2 separate regions of the Mus musculus genome follow, and region 2 is linked to region 1. A link is a contact called in public promoter capture Hi-C data. All regions are on one chromosome and are shown on one strand. The core of a region is the stretch at or near the end of the contact, and the rest is flanking DNA. Distances in the headings are between cores, read along the strand shown. Region 1 overlaps Borcs5 (BLOC-1 related complex subunit 5). Region 2 overlaps Dusp16 (dual specificity phosphatase 16).

What was found. Capture Hi-C pulls out chosen DNA fragments and counts their contacts.
Region 2: a promoter capture Hi-C map of liver shows a contact between it and region 1. The contact joins two enhancer-like sites. A contact is called at or near these places in 1 of 15 datasets of contacts at CTCF or cohesin (CD8 T cells), 11 of 484 Hi-C or Micro-C datasets (ECoMG-derived neutrophils, the N1E-115 cell line, Sertoli cells and 6 more), 3 of 115 datasets of contacts at active chromatin or transcription factors (bone marrow-derived dendritic cells and embryonic stem cells) and 4 of 9 other capture datasets (adipose tissue, embryonic stem cells, liver and 1 more).

Annotation. Positions count from the first base shown.
Region 1 is chr6:134,659,776-134,666,569 of GRCm38.p6, reverse strand. The region is part of intron 2 of Borcs5 (BLOC-1 related complex subunit 5); the gene reads right to left. Among named protein-coding and RNA genes, the nearest start is that of Borcs5, 22 kb to the right of the region's middle. Within about 2 kb of position 1,834, at least 18 of the 459 cell types and tissues checked have an H3K27ac peak or open chromatin away from gene starts, as enhancers often do. A contact at or near this core is called in liver, where this site is marked.
Region 2 is chr6:134,742,024-134,748,668 of GRCm38.p6, reverse strand. All of the region lies in intron 3 of Dusp16 (dual specificity phosphatase 16), which reads left to right. Among named protein-coding and RNA genes, the nearest start is that of Gm36328, 8.5 kb to the left of the region's middle. Within about 2 kb of position 4,933, at least 9 of the 459 cell types and tissues checked have an H3K27ac peak or open chromatin away from gene starts, as enhancers often do. A contact at or near this core is called in liver, where this site is marked.

The DNA of each region.
Region 1 (6,794 bases), core at 585-3,084:
TAGGGTTGATGAAGATTTCAGCAAAACATACAGAACTGCAGAGCAGACATGGTGCTACATGCCTTTAACCTCAGTATTTGAGAGGTTGAGGCAAGATCACTGCAAGGTCAAAGCACGTGGGCTACACAGTGAGTTCGAATCCAGCCTGGATTACATAGAAAGACTCTTTCAGAAACATCAGCAGCCAATCAAGTAGCAAAACACCAACAAAACCAAATAATTAGAGGTGTGAAGCCAAGTGTATGTGCTTAGCATATAGAAAGCCCTGGAAGGGGTTCACCTGCACCAAAGGAAAAAACTCTATAAATGCACATTAGAATATATTTATTTGTGAGGGTCAGGGAAATGGCTGGGTGGGTAAAGTACTTTCTGCATATATATGAGGACCATAACCCACATTAAAAAACAACCAAAAAAAGGTTGGCTACAGCAGCACAAGCTTGTAAGCCAGCACAGTGTGTGGACGCAGGAAGCTCTGGGAGTTTGCTATCCTACCGGGCTAGCGAAAACGTCAAGTGTAGTTCAGTAAGAGGCTTTATCTCAAATAAAATAAATAAGGTGACAGGCTGGGAGACGGCTAGTGGGTTAGAACACTTCCTGTACAAGCATGAGAACCCTGAGTTTGGAACGCATGTTAAAAAATAAAACAAGGGCTGGCGAGATGGCTCAACGGGTAAGAGTGCTGACTGCTCTCCCGAAGGTCCTGAGTTCAAATCCCAGCAACCACATGGTGGTTCACAACCACCCATAAAGAGATCTGACGCCCTCTTCTGGTGCAGATGAAGTCAGCTACAGTGTACTTATGTATATTAATAAATAAATCTTAAAAAAATAAATAAAACAACAAAACAGAGCAAGAGCTGGGCATGAGCATGGCTGTGCCTATGCCCCAGCAGTGTGGGGGATGGAGACAGGGGAATCACTATGACTTGCTGGTGCCAATCTAGCTCCAGGTTCAGTGAGAGACCATGTCTAATCTAGCTCCAGGTTCAGTGAGAGACCATGTCTTAGGTAATAATGAAGACAGCAGTAGACCAGGATACCTACCAGACGTCCTCCCCTGGCTTCTATACATACCTGCACACACACACACACACACACACACACACACACACACACACACACACACACACATACACACACACACCAAATAAATAAATAAATAAGAATGAAAAATAAGGTGGAACAGTGACTGAGGAAAGACCCTAAAGTGAACCTCTATTTTCCACACAAAGTTGCCTGGTTAAGCACACCCACATACACATATACACCCATATATGTACATATACACATACCATACATGTATGTCTGTCTATAAGTGTTCATGTATAAATATACATGTCTGAGAGAGTACTTTGGCCAGAGATAGATATCTTTCTATATGCTTTTTAACTGAATTCACAGAATTTGCCTCAACAACCTATACTTTATCCCTAAACTGAAATGACTGAGGCTCAGGTGTGTGTTACCAAAATCAAAATAGGGATGAACACAGGCCAAAATAAATAAACCTCAGGAATATAGTGCCTTGCCAGAACTGATGGCAAGCTGGGAGAGGACTGACTTTTACCCACTGCTAACCGAAGAGTTACGCTCCTATCTAGAAACTCTTTGTCCTGTTTCCATATAACGCCCTTACTGTGTGGCGCTGCCTGAGACTGTGTTTCAGTCTTTCCTAGATGCTGCCGGGAAGCACTGCAGGGTAATAACAGCTATCTGGCCAGTGCTGATATTAGCCCTCCCTGCTGGTACTCAGAGCAGTCTCAAATGGCTCTTCCCTGTTCTTGTGTGTATCCTCCTCATGCGTGTGGTCACTTTCATTAATTATTAACCCTTTGTCCTGCTTTCCCTTACTGTAGAATTATGAGGTACCGTCTGACCAGGTGGGTTTACTGATAGGCTTATCTATCACTGGTCAATGATCACATCCAAAACCAACAGTGGGTGTCATTATTAGATTTACTTTACTTTGTTTACAGATACACTGCTTTTGTGCTGGATATTAACTATCCACAGCCAACCATTCCTCTTTGTTGATGTCACACAGTCTAAGTAACTGGCAGCCTTGACACTATTATTTTTCTTATTTGAGGGTTAGGCCAGGTCTTAAAATAAAAGTTTTACTGTTTTCAATTGTGTGTTTTTTATCTCCTGGTTATTGTCATTGTGTTTAACTGGTATGGTACACAGTAGCTTAAAGTCTCAGGAAAAAAAATCCCTGTATTTTAATTAAGCACTGTACTAGTAATAAATATATAAAATAGTAAGGAATAGGCTATCATAATAAACTCTGCATTGATGGTATGCAGATAAGCACAGTGCTGATAATAAAATACTAATGAGTCTCTTGGGAGCCAGGGAGAGAGCGCAGATGTAAAGCACTTGCTTGTCTTGCACAAACCGGGTTCAATCTCCAACACTGCAGAAAACAAATAATCATGATCTTAAGTTTTCATGAGGTATGACGGCATATAATCCCAGGCATATAATCCCAGGCATATAATCCCAGGAGCTGAAGGCCAGTCTCAGCTATTTAGTGAGTTTGAGGCTAGCCTAGACTATGTAAGACTGTTCTCAAAAGGAAAGAAAACCAGAACAAGGGGCTGAAGATATACTTCATTGATAGAATGCTTGCCTCATATACAAGGACCTGGGTTAGAGCCCCAGAAACCTGTAAGTGGGGCATCATGGCCCATGCCTAAGTTCCAGCATGGAGGTAAAGACAAGAGGGTAGGGCATTGGAAGTCATCCTGAGCTACACAGTGCACATGAAGCCTTTTAGACTGTCTCAAAACCAAACAAAAACTGTCAATAAATAAGCAGCATTATCTGTCACTTGTTGCACATAACATTAGCAATATCCTCTTAAAATCCTAAGGTAAACCTAGGTAATTTCAAAACTTACCAGACAGAAAGAGTTCTTGCTCTGTCAAGAATAGTATTATGTGATCTCCTATAGCCTTTACATTTGGATTCTGCCCTGTTAAGCATTTTAAGGTCATCTGAAATTTTCCACTTAGGATGCTAGTTGTAAAAATTATAGAAATAGAAAAAGCAAAAAGCTTCAACAATACAGAAACATAACTTCACAATGGGGTCAAACAATATTTATCTTATACTAGCAATCTGAAAACTATCTGGAAAACCAGATGGTGGGGAGGTGTGGCTTAAAGTCAAAGCATGTGAAAATACTTTAGGGTTTTACAGGACTCAAGGGAATGTGCTACTGAGAAACTTTAACTTGAGCTATACTGAAAGGAATATAGCATGCATATAAAAAAGGTCCAGCCTGTGGAAAGACACAGAGGACCCAGATTGCACTTGGAGTAGGTGCTCAGTTGCATAGGTCAAACTCTAGACAGACCAACATGGAATGCATGTAGGTTTGCAATCAGAGGCCTGAGTGACACAAAAATCATGTCACTCAAGGAACCACCTCAGCCCAGAAAACAACTACTCTATAATTTTTTACCTTATGAGAATAAAAGGCATTTCTATTTTGGAAGTCTTAATAATGCTTGCAGAATATTATGAACCTGAATGTTCAGATAGTCCTTGTTCAATGTACACTGGTTCATTAAATTTGTGTTTGAGTTTTTTGTTTCTTTGTGTTTGTTTTTGTTTTGAGACACAGTTTCTTTGTATAGTTCTGTCTGTCTTAGAACTCACTCTATCGCCCAGGCAGGCCTCAGACTCAGAGATCTGCCTGCCTCTTCCTCCCAATTACTGAAACTAAAGTCATGTGCTTCCATAGCCAGCTTCATTTAATATTTTTAAAAGCCATCTTGACATACATTGTAACTTCCATAAAACTGCTATTACAGTGTCTTTGTTTATAACTGTCAAATATTTGAAACATTCCAAATTTTCTCCAACTAAAAAATATTCAAACTATGATACATACATAAAATCAAACACCAGGAATGAAAGGGAGCAAGCTCTTGATAGTATGAATAACTCTTGATTGCATTACTCTAAGTGGAAAAAGAAACAGACTCTAAAGGATGCGTGCCGCATGGTTCTATACAGCACTGGGAAAGGTAAACTCCAGGATCAGGGAGCAGAGCAATGGCGGTGGGCACACAGGTAAGGGATGAAACTGACCACAAAGGTGCACAGCACAAGTTCTGAGGAATGGAGGGATTACTATATACTGTGGTTATGAGGATGCTAACACAATGGTATGGATCCATCAACATTCTCAGAACTACATAATAAGACAGGTGCACTGTGTGGTGTTTAAACTATATCTTACTTTAAAAAGAATTAAAGGAAAATTTGTTGAAGTAAGACAAAGAATAGAGATACAGAAAGAACAAAAACAAGAACCATTTTTTAAAACTGAGGATGATTCAGCAATTACGAGCACTGACTGTTCTTCAAGGCCCTGAGTTCAATTCCCAGCATCCACATGGTGGTTCACAACCATCTGTAATGAGATCCGATGCCTTCTTCTACTGTGTCTCAAGATAGCTGCAATGTACTCATATAAATAAAATAAAATAAGATAAAATAAAATAAAATAAAATCCTAAGGAGAGGGCTGGAGAGATGGCTTAGCAGTTAAGAGCACTGTCTGCTTAAAAGACCCAAATTCTGTTCCCAGCCCCACATGTTAACTCACAACCATTTGTAAGGCCACTTCTAGGGTGTGATGGTTTCATAGGAATGGCCTACTAGACTCATGTGTTTCAATGCTTCATCATTGAGAATAGTACTATTTGGAGGTGTGGCCTTGTTGGAGAAAGAGTGTCACTATGGGGGTGAGCTTTGAGGTCTCCTATGCTCAAGCTATAACCAGTGTTGCCACACAGTCTCCTAGTGTCTACAGATCAAGATGTAGAACTCTCAGCTCCTTCTCCAGCACCATATCTCCTTGGATGCTACCATGCTTCCTACCATGATGATAATGGACTAAACCTCTGAACCTGTAAGCCAACTCCAGTTAAATGTTTTCTTTTATAAGCATTGCCTTGGTCATGATGTCTCTTCACAGCAACGAAACCCTAACTAAAACATTGGAAATATGATGGCCTCTTCTAGATTCTTTGGGCACTGTGTGCTTGTGATGCACACACATGCATGTACATAAAGTAAAAGTAAATATTTCCTTCATAGAGTATAGTTATGAACAAACTAGAGAGAAATAAAGACTTTTTCAGAAAAATAAACAAGGGCAAGAGTCTTATTACTAGCAGACCTACACTGCAAGAAATGCTAAGGGAAGTCCTCTAGGGAGGAGCAGGATGGCAAACAGAAACCTGGACCTACCTAAGGAAAGGGGAGTCTCTGGGAATGGCTAATCACCAACTCACTGAGCGTTTGAAGTGGGAGTCAACAAAGCATGGTCCAAAGGCCGAATCTTACTCCTTTGGGCTGTTATAAGTCAGGTTACATAGGAATACAGTCACGCTCATTCTTTCATCCATCACCTGTGGTTGCTCTTATAACAAGGGCCAGAGAACCTGCAAAGCCTAAACTACCACCACGCCTTTAAAGAAAATGTTTGCCAACACCCGACCTAAAGCAAAAGGCAGGAACAGTCAGATAGAGTGCATTTACAGCACACAGGAAGACTGTGTGACAGCAAGCACAAAAGATACAAAGAACCTGGCGTGTGCTCTCGGGAGATCCAGGGGCCAGAAGTGGGAGCAGCATGCCCTACAAGGCTATCTCAAATAAGGAGGAGGAGATGTGTACTGAGAGCCTCGGATAACCATGGCTTAAATCTTAATGTAAAAGTTTAAAGGCCCCAGTAAAGATTAAAAACAAGACAATAAAAAGGCATAACCCTGAAGCACCCAGAAAAGGGGAAATGAAAAAAGAAAATCAAAATTTATTCAACCAAACTGAAATTAAACAGTGATAAAGATAGTATTTGAAGAGAGAAATTTGGAAGTGGGGTGAGACAAGGTCTTACTCTGTAGTGCAGGCTGGCCTTGAACCTGTGATCCTCTGAGCAGGGATGAGGTTCATTCGAGACAGTGTTGTCTAGCATGCATGAAGGCCTGAGACTGAGTCCTAGCACCACACAGAATGAGGTATGATGGTGCGTGTCTGAAATCCCAGCACTTTGGAGGTGGATGGCTACACAGTGAGTTCAAGGTAAGCCTGGGCTACATAAGAGCCTGTCTCAAGAAAACAAAAACAAAATAACTTTAGATGTTAAACACAAGAAATAGTTCAGTATTGGGAGCTGGAGAGATGGCTCAGTGGTTAAGAGCACTGACTGCTCTTCTGAAGGTCCTGAGTTCAATTCCCAGCAACCACATGGAAAGAGACAAGGTGTGGGGGTTCATAGGGATGAGAGGGGGATGAGAGGGTACAGAGAGGAATTAAGAGAATACATCATATACATGTATGAAACTTATCAAAGAACTGACAATAAACAAAATAAATGGCTCCATCTACACCCAGTAACCAGAAACTCAGGTTCAATGTTACCCAGACTCAAGGCAGGACCAAGGATAACCTGCAAAATGAAGATCATTTCACTTAGGTCTTCTCACCTCTTGATTTCTACTTAGATCATTGCATCCAACCTATTTTCCTCCCATCCTGCTGACAGGGTCTCCCAGTTTGGGCTGGCTCTCCTGAATCCACGCAATTGTGGTTTCCAGCTCATCCACTAGTTTCTTTCTAGTGCTAAGTAGGATTTTTATTCCATTTCCTGGACATGTGGTATTTTACTTATCCACTCACCAGCAGACAGATATTTAAAATGCCTCCAATAAACACAATTATTTCTTTGAGCACAGTGATAAACTGAAAAGAGTTTCCTACATACACAATGTA
Region 2 (6,645 bases), core at 3,684-6,183, 79 kb before region 1:
TCTCCTTGGGGTGTTATTGTAACTGTTGTCCTAGAGGTTTGTGAAGGGATGTGTCTTTGATTCCTCGAGCCACAAAGATAGGAATCCTGGGCCACTTAGGATGTCTGAGAAAATGTGTGTGTTAAGTGTTTGTAAAAGTTCCCTGGGTAGAGAAGTTGAAGGAGCAGAGTTGCTTTTGGCTGATCCAAGTGGCATTCACTAGAACTACCTTCTTTTCTCCTTTGGCAGCGGAAGATTATTTTCTTGCCCTGTGCCTTCTCTCCCATGCTGAGTCTCTGGGACATTGTAGTCTACAAATAGGAAACAGGTTTTGTGCCCCCACCCATGCCAGTGTAATTTTTGTCTTTGAATGGAATCAGGAAATCCGTTTTGAATACTAAAAATATACAAGACTTGCGCCCATCAACAGTTATTCATTGTAAAAAGGAAAGATTCAATAAACATTTGTTGAATTCTAATTATATACTAGGCACTATGTTAAATGGTGAAGTGATTAAAGAGTGCTATTCACAGTGAATTATAGCTTGAGAAATAAGACAGGACAATACACACAAACATATACAAACGTATCCAAATACACAAATTTGCAGTTATCAGATCATTCACAAATTCTTCTTAGTCACCAGTATGAATTTTGTAAAACTCACTTTTAGTTTGTGTATGTGTTTTGTGGTTTTAAAAAGCAGGTCTCAGGTGGCCCAGGCTGCCTATGAGCTTGCCATCCAGCCAAGGTGTCCTTAGGCTCTTGCTGCTCCTCCTCAGCCTCCCACTAAGTGAATTTTACACACTTACCACACTAAGTAAATTTTACAGAACTAAATGAGATGCCAGCAAGATAGCTCAGAGGTAAAGGCACCTGCCAGGCAAGCCTGGCAACCTGAATTTGATATCTGGGAACCATGGGAAGGTGGGAAAGGAACCAACTCCAGGGTTATCCTCTGATGTCCTCTCCAATTACATCAATCAAGATTTTTAATTAAAAGAAAGAACTTCTAAGTTATCAAGACCATATTGAGAGACACTGTATATGAGGATGTATATCTTTATTGTAGTGAAATGAAATATAACCTGCCAGCATTTAATACAGCAAAGGAAGATTATATTACTATTTTAGCAGTGAGTATATATATGTGTTCAGAAGGTTTTGATATAAAATGTATTTTCTTGGCCAAAGTAAAAAGAAAAAATTGGAATATACTGTTGTAGAAGAGGTATTAATTGTGCTTGCCTATGGTTTTGAAGAATATGTGAAATGAATTGTAAGGGTTGACTTGACAGGTACTCATCCAAATAGAAAGTACAGCTTTCTATGTTAGGTCCATATAGGATGGTAATAGGGGGGATTATATTGTCCACCTGAGTATCTTTAGATTTTATTTCATAAATAGTTAGGAAATAACATGAAAACATTATTTTGTAATTTTTATGTGGCAATAGAGTAGAAATAAATAATAGAGAAACAAATGGTTTTTTAAAAAAATTAATTATTAATTTTATGTATATGAGTATACTGTAGCTATTCAGATGGTTGTGAGCCATCATGTGGTTGCTGGAAATTGAACTTAGGACCTCTGCTCACTCTGGCCCTGCTCGCTCTGCCCTTGCTCACTTTGGCCCAAAGATTTATTTATTATTATATGTAAGGTCACTGTAGCTGTCTTCAGACACCAGAAGAGGGCATCAGATCTCATTATGGATGGTTGTGAGCCACCGTGTAGTTGCTGGGATTTGAACTCAGGACCTTTGGAAGAGCAGTCAGTGCTCTTAACTGCTGAGCCATATATCCAGCCCGAAACAAATGGTTTTGAGAAGGGTACTACTGAATTTATTCAAGTATAAGGTATGAGGATTTAAACTAAACAGTGTAGTAGGAGGCGGAAGAGAGAGACATTCTGTAGGAAGGTCACTGTCAGTTTCCCAAGCAATTGCTACTGAAGTGACCGGGGGTGGGGGAAGCGAAGCAAACATGAGCAGGATACACAAATAGGAGGGAGATTTTGGCCTTGAATTTATTTTTAGGTATCCATAGATCTTTTAATTCAAGTGACCAAAGAAGGTTGAAATATTAGATTGGAGTTTAGGGTATTAAGGCCAAGTTTTGGAACTGAGAACTCTGGCTTCCAGGTAATAAATGAACATATGTGGACTCCTTAATGATTCTCCTTCTATGCTGTTGGAAGCAGGGTCCTCTGAAATCCTCCCTTCCCAGGAGTCTCTGATTCTGTTGGCTCCGCTGTCATCTTCTCATCCAGATTGGACCAGAGGACCAGACAGGGTTGTGTCTGTAGATTTGGTTCTCCTACTTATTAAAGCACTTGTTGGGCTCTGGAGAGAAGGCTCAGACTGCTCTTCCACAGGTCCTGAGTTCAATTCTCAGCAACAACCATCTGTAGTGGGATTCAATACTCTCTTCCGGTGTGTCTGAAGACAGCTACTGTGTACAGATGGTTGTAGGTAGTTAGGTGGGTGCTAGGAATTGAACCTGGGTCCTCTGGAAGAGCAACAAGTGTTCCTCGAGTGTTCTTAACTGCTGAGTCGCCTCTCAGCCCTTGAATTTTTTTTTTAAGATTTACTTATTATATATAAGTACACTTTAGCTGTCTTTAGAGTACACTTTAGCTGTACTTTAGACACTTTTTCTTCCCTCTCCAGCCCCGCTCACTGCAGCCCAAAGATTTATTTATTATAAGTAAGTACACGGTAGCTGTCTTTAGACACCCCAGAAGAGGGCATCAGATCTCATTTGAGTCACTTCGTGGTTGCTGGGATTTGAACTCAGGACCTTCGGAAGAGCAGTCAGTGGTCTTAACCATTGAGCCATCTCTCCCTTGTACTCTTTTGAAAGATCTTTGTTATTTGAAGCATTTGTTAAAAGCCCTGGAGGTGTGTATTTAAGGTAAGTTGTTTCTAGGCTCAGTTGTGTATTGTCTGACAGGTTAAAGGATCAGTAAACTATCAAACACTCAGCATTTTCTAAAAACTAACTTGAACCACACTCTCAATATGATCAAATAGTATATGCATGTGTGTAGATTCCATATACAGCCCAGTATTTTATAAAAGGGGTAGATACTAAATCCCAACAAAACCAAACCAAAAAAGAGACCGCCTCTAGAGGTAAGGTTTGCTTCAGTTCCCACTACATTCTAGGCTCAGCAAATAGGGAATTCTCCTTACGTCACAGAACGTTTTGTTTTATGAACTCATCAGATTAGAGAACTGTCTCAAAAATGATACAAACATGGATAATTTAAAATTAAAGTTAAATTTACATATGATATCTGGGAAAATGTTTTTTTCAGGAAGTAAAATTTTTATATAAATACCATTCTGTATATATCCATAAAATTAACTTAGAAGATGGGGTGCGTGGTTTTCTTTAATTTTGCCTCCCATGTTAGGCAATTGTTGTCACTTAACAAAGTGCCAGTGGTGTGTCTGTCTGAAGAAAGCCTGGAATGAAAGCTTGAAAGCTTGCTCTCTCTCTCTTGCAGAGAATTTACCTCCAAGTGGTTGACATCCATCATTAGTTTGGTTAAAGGGATATGGTTTGATTTTTAGAATTTGAGGCTTAGAAAAGTTGAGAAGCTAGATACGGGTGTATACTCCTTTAATCCCAGGACTTGGGATGTGGAGGTAGGGGGATTGCTGCAATTTTGGGGGAGGGGTGCGAGACAGGGTTTCTCCGTGTAGTCCTGGCTATTCTGGAACTCACTCTGTAGACCAGGCTGGCCTCGAACTCAGAAGTCTGTCTGCCTCTGCCTCCCAAGAACAAAGGCATGCACCACCACTGCCCGGCTGGATTGCTGCAAATTTTAAGCCTGTATGGCCCATATGGAGAATTTTAGAATTGCTATACTTATACAACAAGATCCTATCTCAAAAATAAAATAAAAATTAATTAGTTAAAAATGAAGTGTTATTGTGCTGAAGTAAAGTATCACTTTTGATAATTATGTAAATATTTGTCTTTTAGAAAATAACTTTTACAGCTGATTACAAATGAACCAAGAAAGAGAAGTGACTGGGACTGTTTAGCAGAACCTTAAGCATTTTATTTTACTTGGCGTATTTTCTCCCACCACAATGCATTGATACTTCATAGTGATTTTTTTTTTAACGAAAATAATACTTTTGATTGCAGTTGTGAAGGAGGCACCCTCAGGGGAGAACTTTTTCTTGGCTGAGTTAGAATACATGGACATATAAATGACATATGCCTTTGAAGCTATAGCAAATGCATTCTGTGTCCAGAGTAGCACATTTTATTTCCACACACGCATTCTTTTGGTTGGATGGTGGAAGATTAACAAGCAGCAGCGCTGCAGTCTGTCCGTCATTCTTTCCATCTCCGTTTCTCTCCAGACCAGGAGTCTCGGGACGTGTCTACCTGCCTGGTAAACACTTGAGAACTCCAGGGACTAGTGTGCAGCTCTTTTGAAGTTCAGCTGTGTGTGAGGGACACACATTTGTGTTACTGCCATTTTACATTTTCTTCATTCCTGCTGATAAACAACATAGAATGTAGGGTAGAAAGTTGGTAGTATTAACAAGACAAGGCCATGATAACTTTTAAAATATGGCTTTCCACAAGGGAATGGGGCAGTGCCCTGATGGTACAGGTTTTGTAATACACTAACATGGATTGCTTATGACAGCAAGTTTTATAACAAAGTCAGATAACCTTCTGCTTTTAGTTTGTATCTGCAGCTCTTAGGAACAAAGTATATATAAATGAGCTGTGTGTTCTTTTCTTTTGATGTAGATCTTGTTTGCAAGAGAATCTTTGAAAGGAAAGGGGGTAGTTTAGATATTTTGAAACTCATTTGCTGATGAGGCCACAGATAGTTTTTAAAGGTTCAGAGTAGATCTTCAGTGTCTAGTCTGTTGTTAATTAATGAAATGAAACTGGAGTCACTAGAATACAACAGTGAATGAAAGGTCAGTGAATGGAAAACACTGTCAATGAAAGAGGATGTCAGCAGAGTGGATGTTGTCATAAAGAGCAGGAAAATGTACTCTTTGGCTGATGTAGTATTTTCTGTAAGTTCACAGTTTGGGACATTTCAAGTGAGATTGAGCACTAAATGAAAGTTCCAAATTCATTGAAACCTATTAAATATTTTAAAGTCCGACTGTTTGTACTAAATATTAGTTGAAAATACCCAACAACTTACGTTTTATTTTGCAGCAAGGCCTCACTTGCCTTAAGCTTGTGGCTTCTGGTCTCTGGGAAGGCTACAGTATATTTGGAGGATTAGGGAAGGGGGATATGAGGGAGAAATCAACCATCATACAAACCTTCCAGTGTGGCTGCTTTTGGGTCATCCATGCTCCTTGCCAGAATCCCTTACCCATTGCTCTGTAAATAAGACTAATAGACATTGTTTATGGAAGAGATTTTAGCAGCAGTTGTATTTAGTAAGTCTCTTATCTCTGGTCATGTTGGGTCCCCTTGTCTATCTTCTCTCTAATCAAAGCTTCACACACAAACACACACACACACACACACACACACACACACACACACACACACGTTACGCTCTCTGGTCGAGTCAACTGGACAAGCCGATCCTAGATAGCAGTAAGACTTTCCTTGCCCACAAAGGGAAGTTCGAATAGTTAAGAAGTAGACTCATAGCCGGGCGTGGTGGCGCACGCCTTTAATCCCAGCACTCGGGAGGCAGAGGCAGGCGGATTTCTGAGTTCGAGGCCAGCCTGGTCTACAAAGTGAGTTCCAGGACAGCCAGGGCTACACAGAGAAACCCTGTCTCGAAACGCCCCCCCCAAAAAAAAAACCAAAAAAACCAAAAACCAAAAAAAGAAGTAGACTCATACCTTAGCTCTGCTAAGTATTATAGAATGTGCTCTTGTATATAAACAGGAGTAGAAATGACATGTACTGCAGAGCTTATTTGAAGACTGAGACGATGCCTGTAGAATCAAGGATATTAGGCCACCCCTGTAGTCCCAGTTGCTTCTCAGAATTTGAGTTCAATATATTCTGTTGTTACTTTTCAGTATGATTATTTACAAATTTAAAATAAATTCAAGAGGTTTTTTTTTTTCTTTTTTAATTTCTCCGAGAATATTTTACTGGAACATGGTTCTGTTAGTTTTTAATGACAGATGTCCCATGAAACAATTCTTAGGTTAAATAACAATGTATAGAAGTTGAAATTTTAATCATATAATTATAAAATAGTACCTGTTGGTTGGTATAAGCTAAGCAAAGAAATGTGAGAACCTTCACTATGTTGCTGTAAGGCCCAGTTGCTGGGCCTTACCTAACAGCAACAATATTCTATAACCAGAAATCCTGAGAGAAATGTTAAACAGTGGACATTTGTGAGCCCATGCTGCCTGCCCCAGATCATCAGCGGTTACACTTGTAGGCCAAGGAAGTTGCAGTAGTTCCAGTCTAGCACTTGCTCGTATAGAATGCCACTAGCAGCTAACGATTTTAGAGGGATTGCCATGGTTCAGTCAGCTTGGAAATGCTTATTTGACTTAAGGAAATTAAACCACTTTCTTTGGAGATAACATTTGTGGGAGTCCTTAATATGTTAATAGGAGCTGTGACACTCTCAGGGAGATGAGATAGGCAGTATTTCTGTTACTTTGTAGACAATTCCCCTCTGACAG